2 separate regions of the Mus musculus genome follow, and region 2 is linked to region 1. The links are chromatin contacts, called in public promoter capture Hi-C maps. All regions are on one chromosome and are shown on one strand. The core of a region is the stretch at or near the end of the contact, and the rest is flanking DNA. Distances in the headings are between cores, read along the strand shown. Region 1 overlaps Otud5 (OTU domain containing 5). Region 2 holds the start of Pcsk1n (proprotein convertase subtilisin/kexin type 1 inhibitor).

Region 1 (2,700 bases), core at 144-2,643:
GACATGTACCAGGCCACCTGGCTGATCTGTGCATGTTCAGCATGTTTTCAGCCCTTGCTTGTTATTTCCACCACTCCTTTACAACACAAATGAAGGCTCAGGCCTTGGTGTAGAAAAGGGAGTTTCCCTAGTCCTTCAGTCTGTCTTCTCCCTAATGATTGTTGTATGACTCTGTGACTCAGAGCTCTGGTGGTGACAGCTCTGACCCCATCCTCTCCTTTGTTTTGTCCTCACACCCCCAGCTGACCAGGTGTATGGAGACCAGGACATGCATGAGGTTGTTCGAAAGCATTGCATGGACTATCTGGTGAGATCCAAGGGAGGCCTTGGGGCAGCAGGAGGGTAGGGGGACCCCCGTTGCACACAAACCTTAATTTTCCAATCTATTCCACAGATGAAGAACGCTGATTACTTCTCCAACTATGTCACAGAAGACTTCACCACCTATATCAACCGGAAGCGGAAAAACAACTGCCATGGCAACCACATTGAAATGCAGGCTATGGCAGAGATGTACAACCGTCCTGTGGAGGTGTATCAATATAGCACAGGTACTTCTGTAGTGGGTAGGTGAGGGACTAATGGTTCCTCATCAGAGCCAACCATACCGGGCCCCCCTGTGGATGCTCCCTCCTTCTCTTTCTCTGCAGAACCTATCAACACATTCCATGGGATCCATCAAAATGAAGATGAACCCATCCGTGTCAGCTACCACCGGAATATCCACTATAATTCAGTGGTGAATCCTAACAAGGCCACTATTGGTGTGGGGCTGGGCCTACCGTCATTTAAGCCAGGGGTAAGTGGGTCCCTGTGCCCCAGGTAGATATGGATCATTGACTCTGCCCTTAGACCATAAAACTGTCTCCCCCTAAGTTTCACCTGTCTATAAAATTAGTGAGTCACCATTGATCAGAACTCATTCTGTAGCTTTTGATTTGCCTGTCCATGAAGTGGCTCACTAATGTTATTCTGGTTGAGCCTTTTAGGATGTAGAGCTCAATTTGAAGCAGTAAGGCAGACCTTGGACTAGGTATCCAAGCTTCCACACAGGTAGATCTTCTCCAACTTCAGAGCACTTACAGTTGGAGTCACAGACTTGGAATGTAGCAGCTTACTGGAATGGGCCCTGTGGACAGATTGTATTGTTTGGGCCTATACTGAAAGTCCTTCCCACAGGCCCAAGACCTAATTGGTGTCAGAAGATGGGAGTTGATTTGCCCAGCATCCACTGGCAGATAATCATTTCCGTCTCACAGTCTCTCTCCTCATCTTCCCTGCTCCATCCTCCCCCTTTCATCATGTCCTCTGATCCTCCCTCTTGCCTTCCTCCTAGGCTCTTTCCCCTTCTCCTCACCCCACTTCCTCTCCTCCCCACCCCCTCTCCTCCCTGGTCTCTATCTTCCCTTCACCCCCTCCTGGGGGTTTTGAAGTCTTCTATTCAGGTTTCACTTCCTACAAACCGAAGGTGGTCCTGCCTAATCTTAAACAACATCAACATACCCTCCAACCTTGGTGGGGGGGTGGGGTTATTTTTTAACTAAATTTTAGAAAAGTTACAGATTTGCAAAATGATTGGGAGAATATTAGCATTTCCATATGCCCCACTATGATTAACATGAACATAGTACATTTGTTGTCATTAACAAATCAGTATGGATTCATTAAGAACAATTTCCTCAGTTTCTACTTGGTGAGCCTTTTCCAGGATTCTGTCTCACATTTAATTGTTCCCTTTGACTTCTTGTGACTTTAACAAATTCTAAAGAATTTGACTGCTTTTGTTTTGATCTGGTGACCCACTCCACCGGTTTAGAATGTCATCTAATGGGAATTTCGCTGCGTGTATGTAGCTATTCCAGAATGAATTTTTTCTACTTAATTAATATCATTTAAGATTCATCTGTAACTTTTACTTTATTTCCTTTTCCTTTAAACGTCTGAATGTTTAAATGTTTCTCTAATTAATAGACTTCATTGTTCAAAACTATTTTACATTTGTTTTGGGGAGGGGTTTGTGGAGGTCTCTCTGTTCATCAAGCTTGGTGCAAAGCCCCCTTCCTCCTTGAGAACAGTGTTCTCAGTGTACAGTTTCCATCTAGTCTCTTCCCAAGGAACAGAGACTTGGGTAATCTGTTACCATGTGTGAACCAGTATTAATACATGCCTACTAGCCTGACGTTACTGCCTCATTCCTCCCACTTGTTTTGATGATCTCAAAAATTTTAAGGAGAACCATTCAAAAGTATTGCAGGGAAATTATTTTTTTTTCCAGCATTTTTCTAATGATTTTAACTTTGATATTGGGTTCGGGCAGAAGAGCACAGATATCAAGAATATGTGTTAGGAATATGATCATGACTGTTGATGTTGTCTGGCAGAAGTCATAGGAATTTTCCCACCTTTTGACTGCTGTAGTGTTAGGAAGGAAGTCATACTTAAGGAAAGGGAATTATGTCTGTCTTCCTGAATTGATGTTAATGTGAGCTTAGGGTTAGTGCTGCTATATCTAGTTAAAATCCCTTGACCATTTGCCTCCTTCTAGCCTTTTTCTTGAGTAAATTTCCCTTTTCCTGAGTAAATTTTCACTTTAAAGTTTAGAAAACTTTCCCCATCACCCAGCAGTCATTTACATGACTGCTATTTACATATACGGGTATAAGCTGGGGCAGACTCATTAACTGGACCCCCTGGAGTCCG
Region 2 (2,700 bases), core at 142-2,641, 51 kb after region 1:
GCTCTACCTCTCCTGATTGAGACATTATCTAGCTGCTAGATATCCTTGAACGCCCTGTGTGGCCCAAACTGACCTTAAACTTATGACCCTCCTGCCTCTGCCTCCTGGTACCAAGGAAGGTTACAGGAATGTGCCAACCATTCCTGGGTTGGGGACGTTTTGTCTCTTCCTATGGTGGTGGCATGGAACTCGTGTTTATGCTTTACCGCAGAGCTTGGGCTTCTCTCTCCAGCCCCCTTCCCTCTTGCCCCACTGGGGATTCGTGCTGGGCAAGACCCCTTTGATGGAGCTACCCACTCAAATCCCCCTTTTCACTTTTGATTTTGCGATAGGATCTCATTACATTGTACAGGCTGGCCTTAAACTATTTGTGTGTTTTTGCTGGTCTAGAGCCTGCTTTGTGTGGGGCACAGCATTTTATGACTTTAATCCCAGCCCTCAGGAGGCAGATCTGCACATCTCTGTCAATTCAAGGCTAGCCTAGATTACATAGTAAGTTCTTGGACAGCCACGGGGCTATGTAGAGAACTGTTCAAAGGAAAAAAGAAGGCTACATCATAGATGAGGGCTGCACTGCCACACCCAGTTTATGGGGTGCCCAGAATCAAACCTAGGGCTTTGTATATGCTAGGCAAAAACTGTACCAGATGAACTACATCCCTAGACTGTTGAACTAGATGTAGTCCAGACAGGCCTTGAAGTGGAGAACCTTCTTCTTTAGCCTCCCAAGTGGTTGGGGATGGCAAGCCTGTGCCACTAGGCCTGGCTCTTTCAACCTTTTGTTGTATCATTTAAAAAACATTTACATATTTGTTGTGTGTGAGTAGGGGTGCACAATTGCCACAGAATACCTGTGGAAACGAGAGCACAGTGAGAGAAATGAAATGAAGGGAGCATTTAGTAAGCTCCTACTTAATATCACGCCTGTAGATCTTTAAGTGTCATTCTGAGGTTGCAGTTGTTAGTAATAGCTTTATTCTGGCATGAGGCTAATCCATAGCAATATGAACTGAGCTGCCAGTGGCCATGTCATCTGGGTTCATTTCTCTGTGAACATCGTGGTCCACAGCATGCAGCCAGTAATTGTTTATCCATCAAACAAGAGTATAGTCTGTTGTCTCCCCAAGGACAGAGACCAGAGCCTGATTTCAGCCCACTGAGTCAATTTCCCTTGTCTGTCTGGTAATTCAACAGCAAGGTCTATTGCCCTAGCAACTGCCCTTATACTGCCATGGCAACCGCCAGTGCAGACTTCTGTTCTCCACTTTGCCCCTTGGACATCTCCATGGCGATGCGCAGGATGAAGAGAAGGCCAGAGCCCTAATTCTGCGCCTGCGTACAGTAGGAGACAGTGGGGCGGGAGTGGGGGGGACGGGGACGCGGGGAGGGGGCAGGCTCCTGGATGTGCGCAGCCGCAGAGCGCTGCTGCTGTGCCTAATACCCATCGCTGCGCACTTGACAGCCAGTCCGCCCGTCCGGAGCCCGGCTCGTTGGGGCAGCATGGCGGGGTCGCCGCTGCTCTGCGGGCCGCGGGCCGGGGGCGTCGGCATTTTGGTGCTGCTGCTCTTGGGCCTTCTGAGGCTGCCCCCCACCCTGTCAGCGAGGCCCGTGAAGGTGCGACCTCAGTCAGCAGGGGGTGGGGGTGGGGTGGGGAGGAAGATGGGGGAAAGTGTTAATGAGGTATTTTCACAGGTATGCGCATAGGGCTTGGCTAGGGTGACCTGGCCTGCAGCTGACAGCCCCGCGCAGGCCAGGGGCAGTTTCAGGATGTGAGGATGATGTTGTTCAGGGCGCCCTGCCCATCCCTCAGCATCTGGGGCCTGGTTTAATCTCGATCCACGGGTGGCCCGTGGAGCTGTCCGTGGCACTAGGGTGTATTCAGAAAAGATATCTAAGCCTGTGATGTGATGACCGAAGTGTATAGGCATTGTTTCTTTTCAGTGTGACCTTTGGTTTGACTGCCCCTGAATGCCCTACAATACTAGGGATGCTTCTGGTTGACTTTTTGCGGGCCTGGTTGCTTTCTTAGTGGTACAGTGTGTATATTTGTGAATTCTTATGGGTGGTGACGTAGTATATGGGCGTATCTTTCTGTGTACTTGTGTGTTTCTGTGTTCATTTGTTTTTATTTTAGAAGGAGTGGTCCTTGTACCTTGGGGTACATATTTCATGGTGGCTTGGGTAAACTGAGTACTTGGGTTCTTCTACGTGCATCCACGAGACAGTTTCCTTTTTTTTCTTCTTCTTCTTTGTGGAGCTGTGTCATTGCAGGGAAAGAAGCCATGATGTCTCTGCATTGTGTTTTTAAAGACGATGCATGTCCTTGGTTGGCTCAGGTAGAGTAACTGAAGATCATTTCGCCAACAGGAATGTACACACAGGCACGAAAAAAAGACCACTTCTCGCAGTGGATATGGCAGTGTTGGGTTAAAATGTGTGACATTTTAAGGGCTGTGTGTGTGTGTGTGTGTGTGTGTAGGGATTGCTGGTGGGTGATTTCCCCGGCGCTGAGAGTGGTGGGTGCTGATCAAGGGCACGTGGAGCAGCTTGCTCCTCTACCTCTTCAAAGCTGTTGAGAGATCAGAGGAGAATTTTTAAAACCATTTGATAGCCTCGCGCCCCCCATAGGCATTACCTTCTATTTTCCACCCATTGAGTCCGTTCTTTGCTTTGCAGCTCATCTTTAAACGACCCATTGTT

Evidence for each region. Promoter capture Hi-C pulls out the DNA fragments that hold promoters and counts their contacts.
Region 2: a contact with region 1 is called in a promoter capture Hi-C map of stem cell-derived epiblast-like cells, with 4 times the contacts expected there. The contact joins the promoter of Pcsk1n here to the enhancer-like site in region 1. A contact is called at or near these places in 12 of 39 promoter capture datasets (the 3T3-L1 cell line, 3T3-L1-derived adipocytes, the C10 cell line and 9 more), 2 of 15 datasets of contacts at CTCF or cohesin (CD8 T cells and pro-B cells), 6 of 484 Hi-C or Micro-C datasets (the CH12 cell line, the G1E-ER4 cell line, embryonic stem cells and 1 more), 4 of 115 datasets of contacts at active chromatin or transcription factors (the HPC-7 cell line and embryonic stem cells) and 4 of 9 other capture datasets (adipose tissue, embryonic stem cells, liver and 1 more).

What each region holds. Positions count from the first base shown.
Region 1 is chrX:7,867,273-7,869,972 of GRCm38.p6, forward strand. Otud5 (OTU domain containing 5) reads left to right here. Exons shown (of 9, transcript NM_138604.3): 3 at 243-307; 4 at 395-551; 5 at 651-799. Among named protein-coding and RNA genes, the nearest start is that of Pim2, 9.7 kb to the right of the region's middle. Within about 2 kb of position 1,394, at least 6 of the 459 cell types and tissues checked have an H3K27ac peak or open chromatin away from gene starts, as enhancers often do. A contact at or near this core is called in stem cell-derived epiblast-like cells, where this site is marked.
Region 2 is chrX:7,918,431-7,921,130 of GRCm38.p6, forward strand. It overlaps Pcsk1n (proprotein convertase subtilisin/kexin type 1 inhibitor), which reads left to right and starts at 1,392. Exons shown (of 3, transcript NM_013892.3): 1 at 1,392-1,614. The coding sequence starts at 1,501.